2 separate regions of the Cricetulus griseus genome follow, and region 1 is linked to region 2. The links are chromatin contacts, called in public Hi-C maps. All regions are on one chromosome and are shown on one strand. The core of a region is the stretch at or near the end of the contact, and the rest is flanking DNA. Distances in the headings are between cores, read along the strand shown. Region 1 has its middle 200 kb from the start of Tgfbr2. Region 2 holds the start of Tgfbr2 (TGF-beta receptor type-2).

Region 1 (4,963 bases), core at 412-2,911, 200 kb before region 2:
AACCTCAGCAGCAACAGTCCGCACAGCCCCCACAATGAAGCATGTACCACAGAATGCACAGGACTGGTGGAAGCACTCTCAGGGATCTGAGGAATAACCCCAGGGCTAAAAGACCTGGGGTGGGTGGCCTGCAGCCATGGGCTTTCTGATAAGAGAAAAATATATAACAGAAATATATATATAACAGAACCCTGGCTCTTGAGAATCTAGGAAATTGCCACTGGCCTTTTTTGCAGTGTGAGTTTTCTTCTAGACTAACCTCTAGCAGACCTTGCAACTCTCAACCTGCAGGGTAATTGGGGCTCTTTGATTCTGATTCACGACTGAGATTTAGTATCAGTTTCCTGCCCCACCCCCACCCCCAAAATCAGTCTGTGCACAGGGCAGAGATCTGACAGAGAACGGGCTCGGGAGTGAGGGTTGTCATAGCTTTGAGGAACACTAGGATAATATCAGATGACTGTCAAGTGAGCTCATAACAAGAGGGAGGTGAAGTGTGTGGGTATGTATGTGTTCATGGGTATGTGGATGCGTGTGTGTGTGTGTGTGTGTGTGTGTGTGTGTGTGTGTGTGTGTGGTGTATAGTGTGTGTGTGTGTGTGCGTGCGTGCGTGCGTGCGTGCGTGCGTGCGTGCGTGCGTGTGTGTGTGTGTGTGTGTGTGTGTGTGTGTGTGTGCACCCGCGCGCCCGCGCACCTGTGCATTCCACAGAATGCATGTGGAGGTCAGAAGGCAACTTGTAAGCTGGGTTCTCACCTACTGTGTAAGTTTTGAGAGCAAACTTAGGTTGTTAGTCTTGGCAATAAGTGCCTTTACCCGCTGAGCCATCTTACCGGTCTTTTCTTAGTTTTTTTGTTTGTTGGCTGGTTTGGTTTGATTTTTGTTTGACAGCAATACAAAACTAACATAACACTGAAGTTCATCTAGATCTACAAGGTAACCTATTCTACAAACTGCCCACAATCAATACCGGGAGTAATTTACAGAGTGAGATGACTCAGCAGTCATCTTCAGCACCACATTTAGGGAGAGGTGGGTGTTCTGTTCGGAGCCTCGGAATTGATTCTGAGGTAACTCCTTAGCTTCTGCTTTGGATGTCTAAAGCGTGTTGGACAAGCCGCGTGGCGACTTAGCCACAGGCTGAAGTTTTCCACTGTTCCAGATGGCCAGTAAGGAACATGAGGCCAGTCTCTGGAAGGGATCGAGGGAGCATGGATGGTATTTCTCAGCAAAGAAAATGAGAGACGTTCTTTATGGCCTGTGCTTTCCTTCAGGTTCTAGGGGTTTCTGATTGTATTCATAACTAGTCTATGAAACCAAATAACGTGTTGGAAAAGCAATCTCACAGATTGTGGTTTTACTGAGACCAGAGCGTTGAGTGGGGGAGTAGAGGCACGGGCTTAGCCTGCCCTGCTGCACAGCTGCGTTCTCAGAGCAGGACTCTGAGGCTCCAGGCTGTAAAAGCCCCTGCTTGCACACTTGAGCCATTTCCCAGAGCGGAGATGGTGTGGTTAGAATGAGACAGAGCTCAGGTAGGCCTGCGTGTTTGCACACTTGGCTCCAGCTGGTGGCGCTGTTTGGGGAAGTTGTGGAGCCTCACTGGAGGAAGTGGGTTACTGGGGGCGGGCCTTGAGGTTTTATGAAAGCACTTCCTGTCCCAGTTCAGCCTCTGCTCCTCAACTGGGAACTGATGGGAGCGGTGGGTTAACTTGTGCTCCTGCCTCCATATCTTCCCCACTTGGAGGAGCCGCTTCCCTCCTTAAGTCACGAAGGAAAATAAGCGATTTCTCCTTTAAGCTGCTTTTTGTCCTGTTTTTTGACCACACTGAGAAAAGTAACTAATTCAGCAGAACCTAAAGAAAGGTCTCCTGCCAAGCCCGGCCCCGCATGAACGCGGCGCCAGCATTCCTGTGTGTGTGACTCTGGCCAGCATCTCATGAGTACTCCATCCAGACAGCCCTGCAGAAAGCCAAAGCAGAGCTGTCGTTTCTGAGAGCTATGCTGGCTGGCACGAGGACATCAGATACCTCCAGAGCAGGAGTCACAGAGTCAGGGTTCAGCCAGTTAGAAATAGTGGCGTCTAGGGATAGGAGGGGCCCGTGGCTTTGTTGTCTTCCCCTATTTAATTTCTCTGGAAAACGGTCGAGGTCAGCATATGTTTTGTATCACTTGTGTGGAATGCAGCAAGGGTGGGGGCACTTTAGTGTGAGCTTTGGGTAAAGGAATAAATTTTACTCTCTCTTTATGCTGTGGGCAATGTGTTAACATGCCGCTGGCTGAATTACCCTTGACTTAAAACACCTGAAGGCAATAAACCCAAGTTGTATCAGGTGACTCATGGGAAAGGCACGCTTCCCTCCTCTTGCATGGTCCATGAGTGTGCGTGCCAATCAGCATCACCTGGAGGCTGACTGAAAACAGACTGCTGTGTTTCTGACTTAGTGTATTTCTGGTCTGGAATGTGGCCTGGGAATTTGCATGGCAGAGGAGGTCCCAAGAGGATACTGAAGTTGCAGCTCTGGGGTCACCCTCTTAGAATCACCATCCTAAGGGGCTAGGGTTGCGGATCAACGGGGACAGTGTTCTCTAGCATCATGTAACCCTGCCGCAGTGGCGCATACCTACAGTTCTAGAGCTCAGAAGATGGAGGAGGTGGCAGCAAGAGGATCAAATTCAAAGTAATACTCTGCTGTATGGCAAGGTCAAGGCCAGCTTGACCTACATGAGACCCTGAATAATAAATAAATAATAAACAAAAAATTAATTACCCTAAATAGGACAATTAAGCTCTTTTAAATCAAAGATTACTCATGGGATTCTCTCCTCAGGGTCATTTCTGGGGACCCTACATGTCAGATGACAATTCATAATCTTAGCCCAACTTTTAAAAACCTTTTGAAGAGCCAATGGACTCCACGTGTGCCCTCCCTAAGCTGTACTGATACTCACAAGGCTGCTCCCCATCCCCTGTGATATAACTTCTTAGTGTCATGGCTCCCCTCATCTGCTGCTGCCCTTGCTTGAGCCCTGCACTGTGAATGCAGACCAGACATCGCCTCAGTGGTCTGTCACTGCGGATGCAAATCCTGGTCTTGTAGTATTCCTTTCTCTTCTTTTTATGGTTTGCTCCCTGCATTAGCAAAACTTCTCTTGGTTCCTCTAAAAACAAATAAAACCAAAACCCAAAAAACCAAACTCCACAGCTTGCAGTGGCCAGTGCCTGAAGAACACTGTATCCAGCAGTGCAAAATCTACAGAGAAGTGTGGGGCAGAGAGAAAGGCACAGACTCTGTAATTCACATGTGTGATGAAAGATGCTGACTGTAAACCTGGACGGAGTTTGGAATCACCTAGGAGACACACTTCCAGGCATGTCTATGCAGGAGTTCCCAAGCTGAGTAGGGAAGACCCACCATGAGTATGGGTGGTGCTATCCAATGGGTTGGGAGCTTGGACTGAATAAAAAGGAGAAACTGAGCTGAGCCATGTTTACCTTTCTCTGCTACCTGACTTGATGAAAAGTGGCCTGCTGCCTCAAGCTCCCATGGCCATACTTCCTTGTAAGGCAAAATAAACCCTCCCTTCCTTGAGTTTATTTTGTAAGAGCAAGAACAATAATTCAGGGGCTAGAGTTAACACTGCTCTTGCTGACGACCGAGTTCAGTTCAGTTCAGAGCCCTCATATCAGGCAGTTCACAGGCCCTGTATACAACCCTAGCTCTAGAGAGCCTGGCTTCTACAGGCACATCACGGATGTACACAAATGGACATTTACACATACACATATGCATAACTAAAAATAAGATCTATCTGTGGTGATGGTGCATACCTTGTAAATCCCATCACTTGAGAGACAGAGGTGGGCAGGTCTCTGTGAATGAGACCAGCCTGCTCTACATAGTGCCAGCCAGGCCAGCCAGGGCTGCATATGAAAGCCTATCTCTTTTAAGTAAGAAGGTAAATAAATGAATCAATAAATAAACAGGATCTTTAAAAAACAAGGACAGTAATGCATCGCATTTCTTCATTTAAGAATTATTTTAATATGGTAGGGAGTTGATGTGTAGAATCCTTCAGGTAAAAGCACATGGCACACAAGGCTGATGACCCGAGTTTGATCTCTGGATCCACAGAAAGATGGAAGGAGAGGGGTGACTCCATGAACTTGTCCTTTGACCTACACACACACACACACACACACACACACACACACACACACACCTTACATATACCTAACAAATAGTAATAACATTTTAAAAATTCATTTTATTTTTAATCATCTGCATACATGTATGAGGAGGGTACATGCATGTGTGTGTAGGTGCCTGTAGAAGCCAGAGAAGGCATCAGATCTCCTGGAGCTAGAGGTACAAGCAGTTGTGAGCTACCCAGTAGATATGGGTGCTGGGCACGCTCCCCTGGTCTACTGGAAGAGCAGCAAGAACTCTTCACTACTGAGTCATCTCACCAGATCAAAAAATGTTTTTCTTAAAGTGTGCGAAGCATGTGGTTTATAAAGTGATATGTCTTATTTGATTTTATTTATGCCTATACATGTAAATACAACATATTTGGGTTTCCTTTTCCCAAAATGTTCATAGTACTTAGGGTTAGGGTTGATTTTGTTCTCTTTATAACTTTTGAAATATATTTTTTAAATCCAATACTAACCTTGCATTACTTGTATAAGAGAAGTACATAGTTCCTCAGTTCCTTTTGCAATTTTTAAAGGTACTGTAGAACTAATAGCTTATCAGTTTTAAAAACTCATGGTGCCTGCTTTACTATTGTTTTTGAAATCATTCTTGAATGGAAGATAATAATACTTTTTTTTCAGTCAAAGGAAGAAAGGGAGGAACATGAGGTCAGACCTTGGCAACAGACTCATAGTCACATTGTGCATGATGCAGCTGTCAGCTTGTAAAAAAAAATGTAACACGAAAGTGGAAATCTACATTAAAAGTA
Region 2 (5,634 bases), core at 853-3,352:
GATTGGCCTGTAGGCCAATTAGTGTTTAATGGGGAGGGCCCAGCTCACTGTGGGTGGGAGCACCTCTGGGCAGGAGGTCCTGGGTTATATAAGAAAGCAGGCTGAGTAAGCCTCAGGGAAGAAGCTGTAAAGTAGCACTTCTCCATGGCTCCTGCTTCAGCTCTTGCCTCCAGGGACCTGACTTAGTTCCTGCCTTGACTTCCATGGACGATGGGCTACAGGCTAGAAGATGAAATAAACCCTTTTCTTTTCTAGTTGCTCTCAGCCATGGTGTTGTATCTCGGTAACAAAAACACTAATCCAGACAATGGGCTATTCAGAATCCCATCTTTGAGAGCTGGAAGTAGGTTGAGCATGAACTTCTTTATCCAATCAGATATCTGACAGAGTGGAGATTCTATTAATAAACTGCAAAAGAGGGCCCAGTTCAGTCCTTAAAGGGATCATCACCACACAAGCTGAGAGCCACCTCTAGCACCTGCATAGAAAGCCCGGTGCTGGGGCAGGGGAGGGCTCAGTGTGGAAAGTGCTTGCTGCACAATCATGAGGACAACTGATTAGGTCGCAGCACCCACATAAAAAGCCTGGCATTGCCTTGCATGTGTCCCTGACCCCAGTTTTGTGAAGTCGAGACAGGAGGATCGGATAGCTTTAGGCTCAGTGAGAGGCCTTGTCTGGAGTAACTAAGGTGGAGAGTGACAGAGCTGGACACCTGACACCCCTGGCCTCCAGTGTGTGCCTATGTGCTCCTCACTCGTCCACGTACACTACATACATATATGCGCATTCGCACAGATATACATAGAAAAAAAAAAACGTGGTAGAGATGCTTTTGAAACCCTGGTGCTGGGGAAGCAAAGATAAGAGAATGGGTGTCTGGGCTTGCTAGCCAGTCAGTCTAGCCAATCTCCCATCTTCAGGATCAGTGGGAGACTCATATAGGCCAATGGGCTGGAAGAGATAGATCAGCGATTAAGAGCACTTGTTCCTATAGAGACCCGGATTCAGGTCCCAGCTCCTGGACATAGTGGCGCACAGCCTTTGGTGACTCTAGTTCCTGGAGATCTGATATCCTCTTATAACCTCTTTTGCAACAGGCCCACGCACGGTTATGCAGAAGTGAAGGCAAAATGCTCGCACATAAAATAAACCTTTAGATATAAACCAGGGGATTGAAACAGACACCGGATGTGGACCTCTGGCCTCCACGTACCCACACATGTACACACACAAGGCACACGCAGGGCAAAGCAGGGATTGTCTCTGGAAAACGTGGTCACCCCAGGAAGAAGGGAAATTTGAGGGGGTATACTGCCTTCCCACTGACAGCCTTTCTACATTCTTCAGTCAGGTATTTTCTTGCCTCAGCCGAATTATGGAAGAGCGATCACTGGAAAGCAGGAAGCAGACCCTACCACCAAAGACACTTTTATTCCTAGGTTCAGGCCTTACAGGCAACGTCCTGAAAACATCCCCACCGCGATCACATGGGTGACTATTTGGCTTCACCCAGCAGACCACGCCCAGGAAATGGTTCTTCCAATGGGAGGCTCTACCCAGGTGCTCATTAAAAATGCAGACACTCCCGGCCCAGACCTACAGAACCAGAACCTGCATTTTAGCTGAATTCACAACCCAAAGTGATTAATAACGCATATAAAAGTCTGAGACTAACCCCTGGATTATTGTCTCACAGTAAGAAAACAGTCCTTTACAACGTGATCGTGCATGCATGTACATAAAACTGAAACCAAACTCTCGTGAAGCAGTGCTTACCGTTATTTTTATGAGGGAAAACAATGTGTTGGGGACTCCGGAGCTACATTTCCGAGCCCCCTCCTTGTTCTCAGAGAAATTATAAAGGCCCTGGGAGCAATGCCTAGAAGGTGTGGGGAGTGCTTGGTGGGTTATCAAGAAAAGTGGTATAAGTACTTTCTAGCTTGCTCTGGGAAACGTGCGCTTAGTCACTTCTGAGTTTGAACTTGGAGCCTGGACCTGGGAGGCGGGGGTGCGTGGGAGGGCTGCGAGGGGGGCAGTTGAAAGTTTGCAGAGTCCTGGAAGGGGCCTTGATTGGCGGTAGGAGGAAGGCAAGGGCTGGAAGCTGGAGAGGGCTGGGGCTGGAAGGCTCTCGGGCGGCGAGAGGTCCTGCCCAGCTGTTGGCGAGGAGTTTCCTGTTTCCCTCCCGGCGCCCGGGTAAAGTTGATGAGTGAGTCACTCGCGCGCACCGACCGACGACACCCCCCGCGCGCGCACACGCTCGCCTGGGGGACGGAGCCCCAGCCTCCTGCGCAGCTCTCCTCGGCCGCCGGGGGCCTCCTGCGGGCCTCCAAACTCCCGGGATCGCCGGCCACATCTGGCCCGCACCTCTGCCCGGCGCGCTCGGGGCGGCCCAGGCACCCAGAGAGGACGAAGAGTCAAGGCGCAGCCCGGGGTCCCTGAGGCTCGGTTCGCGGCGCCCCAGGGGCCGGTCTATGACGAGCGACAGGGGCTACCATGGGTTGGGGGCTGCTCCGGGGCCTGTGGCCGCTGCACATCGTCCTGTGGACGCGCATCGCCAGCACGATCCCGCCGCACGTTCCCAAGTCGGGTGAGTGAGTGGCCGGGGCGCGACGCTGGGAGTCCACTAGGGCTCCTCGGTCCTCCTCCGACCCCCAGGGCAGCGATTGACAGTCGGCCGCGGGTCCCGGCGAGAGGGCGGAAACGGGAAGTTTGTAGCGGCCCGAGTCGTCCCAGGCCGGCTGAGATCGCAGAAGATCTCTCGCAAAAGAGGACAGTTCACTTGCGGGAGACTTGGGGACGCTCCTGACCCCTTTGTGCGCGCACGAAAGGTTAGGGAGGCAGCGAGGGCCTGCACCCCCGGAAAGGGAAGTTTGAGAACTTGGGGCTTGGAGGAGTCGCGGCAGGGGACTGGGCGCCCAGCTGTTGCACACCTGGGCCGAGTACTGCCCTAGATACCCCGACTGAACCAGACTCTCAGTCCTCAGTTCTACCACCTTGGGAGGGATTCTGGGCCCCAACTCACTGGAAACAAGTTTGAGAAAAGAACTGATCTCTGAGGGCTGTCATCTATCCCCCTGGCCTGCGGGGATGGGGACTCAATGAGGGTGGTCAGTTTGATGGCTTAGAGTAATTTAACGCGTGCCTATTAAGTGCTGCACCCCAGGGTTAAAGATCTCAGCAGTTGTCATTCGGTGGAAACACCTAACCCAGGATGCCCACCAGGTCCCATCTCAGGGGCAGCAGTCAAGAAAGAGAAGCAGGAATCAGGACTCCTTCCTAAGGACTTGCCTGGGAAGTGCAGAATCTCTGAAGTTTTAACTCAGAAGTTAAAATTGTTGCAGCTATTTGTAGTCAGGGCCACTGTTTGGGCAAGTCACATGACTCTGGGCCTCAGTTTACCCCTTTGTACATCTCCGTGGTTCAGTTTGTGTAAGTCTGGCACTCTTTCCATCATTGGCTTCCCGTGCTCTTCTCTGGTGATTTCGGGACTAGGAGATGTCCAGGGTCGTTTTTGGGTGAGGGAGCTCTTTAAGGATGTTAGCAGTGGAGCATTTCACAAGGGGCGAACCACACAAAGCAAAACAGCGAAACTCCCATCAGGGTTTTAGTTCTACAGTTTCTTAAAGTCTGCTTCAATTTTGCTCTCTCTGATAAGCTGCAGCTCCAGAAAGTTAAACCGTCTCTGATGTTACCCCAGCCTTGACTGGAGACTTGGCTCCATGGAAAAGGACATTGGAATGCAAGCTTGAGGACCTAAGTTCAAATCCCCATATCCATATACAAAGTTGGGTGTGGTTCCTTGTCAACCCGGTGGTAGTGGAAGGAGACTGGAGGCCCTTTAGAAATTGATGGATGCCAACCTGGCTGTAGGTTGGGTGAGAGACCTTGACTCAAGGGAACCATGTGGAGATTGATAAAGCAGAACACCTCATATCCTCCTTTGCCTCCCCACACACATATACCCTCCCCCCAACACACATAAACAAGAAAAATGTTTTAAAAAGAGATGAAAAGAAAACCCATTGGATTCAGCTGATGACATCACACATGATACCCATCCTTTTCTGTATACATAAAACATTTGCTTTTAGACAGGGAAGGAACAAAACTCAGGAGGCCCAATTTAGGTTTTGTTTACAAGATTAAGATTTGTGATTTTCAAATTCCGGGCTCTGTTGCTCATGAGTCATTTATACACACAGTTTTAAACAATTAGCTGATGGGCCTGGTGGGTCTTTTTAATTTGGGCTTTAGATAGTTTTATAAAACTGGGGCTTTTCACATTTCTGTGGAATTGCCTTTCCAGAGCCTTTGGACAATTTATTTTGAGTTGAACCCACGTGGTCAAAGTTCTCAAAGATGGTTTAGAGTTGGAAGAAGCTCCCGGGGAGAGGCTACATGGAATTCCACTTGCCTTTTTTCCACAGGAGGGAAGAGTGGCAGGGTATCTCTGACATGAGTGGTAAACTGTGAGAACAGTTTCCAAGATAACACAGTGCAAGATAAGATATGAAGGAACTAGAGATTGTTTACCAAGTCCCAGTCAGTCCTTAAAAAACAAAATTAAATTCAACCCATCTTATGTTTACCAGACTGCCAGGCGAGCAAGCGATTTCAACACTAGACACATTTGCACTAATATCTATCTATCTGTATCAATCCATCATCTCTCTATCTTCTATCACTTTTTTCTCATGTGCATCTGTGGGGGTTACACATGCGTGCTGGAATAGAGTGGGAGCACACTTGCTTGCTCTTGGGTGTGGAAGCCAGAGGTTGACATCCGCTGCCTTCTTCAGTGGCTCCACCTCATTTACTGAGACAGGTTTCTTTGACAGTACAGGGCCTCTAGCCCAGAGTGCACTGTGTTGGTTTGTCCTGCTAGCCAGCTTGTCTTGAGGCACCCTGTCTCGGCCTCCTGGGTGCTGGCACTGCAGGTGACCCCCTTTCTGGCTCTTTATGTAGGTGCTTAGGATCTGAATTAAGGTTCCCACACTTGCAAGACAAATGCTTTATGGGCTGAGTCAAGAAAAATACTTAGATAGGTTTTAATTTTAAAAATTAGTGTGTGAAAAATTTGTGTCTCTGTGTGTGCTCCTGGTTGCAAGCACCTGGACTTGTTGAGACCTCCTGCATCCCTCAAAAAATTAAAATGTTTGTTTCTGATGCATTACTTTCACACTGGTAAATGCTCCAAAATCAGAAATGACTTTTAGAGGAAAACATACCTGGGAAGCGCCAGACCTCAGAAAATGTGGTTTTCATTTCTTAGGTGCCTACAGAAGGGTCCTCACAGGGGACCAAACCTTGGTCCAGTGTCCCAGGGATCACTGGTCCCTACAGGCTCTTAAAGGTCTAACTCATCTTGTCCAGGTCGGGGACCAGAAATCTTTGAGTCCTGGAGATTACTCTTTAGGCCCTGCTTCCCACAGCACCACCCCCCAGGTGTATTTTCACCTCCAGGCACTTCCTTTAATGACATCTTATTTTTAACAAGTGGCTTTAATTTGGTGCCTCTGTTTCGACTTAGCACCCCACATTCAGGGCCCCTCATTAAACGCCCACTTGACGTAGGTCCTCCGTGACATCCACTGTCTGTTTCGTCTTTTCTTCTTCTGCCATCAAGCTGCCTTC

The links. Hi-C and Micro-C count contacts between places; a contact is called where the count stands out from the background.
Region 1: a Hi-C map of the CHO-K1 cell line shows a contact between it and region 2, with 3 times the contacts expected there. The contact joins the enhancer-like site here to the promoter of Tgfbr2 in region 2. A contact is called at or near these places in 2 of 8 Hi-C or Micro-C datasets (the CHK-Q cell line and the CHO-K1 cell line).

The regions. Positions count from the first base shown.
Region 1 is chr4:223,453,944-223,458,906 of CriGri-PICRH-1.0, reverse strand. No RefSeq gene overlaps it. Among named protein-coding and RNA genes, the nearest start is that of Tgfbr2, 200 kb to the right of the region's middle. Within about 2 kb of position 1,661, at least 3 of the 6 cell types and tissues checked have open chromatin away from gene starts, as enhancers often do. A contact at or near this core is called in the CHO-K1 cell line, where this site is marked.
Region 2 is chr4:223,256,475-223,262,108 of CriGri-PICRH-1.0, reverse strand. It overlaps Tgfbr2 (TGF-beta receptor type-2), which reads left to right and starts at 2,102. Exons shown (of 8, transcript XM_027415317.2): 1 at 2,102-2,587. The coding sequence starts at 2,494.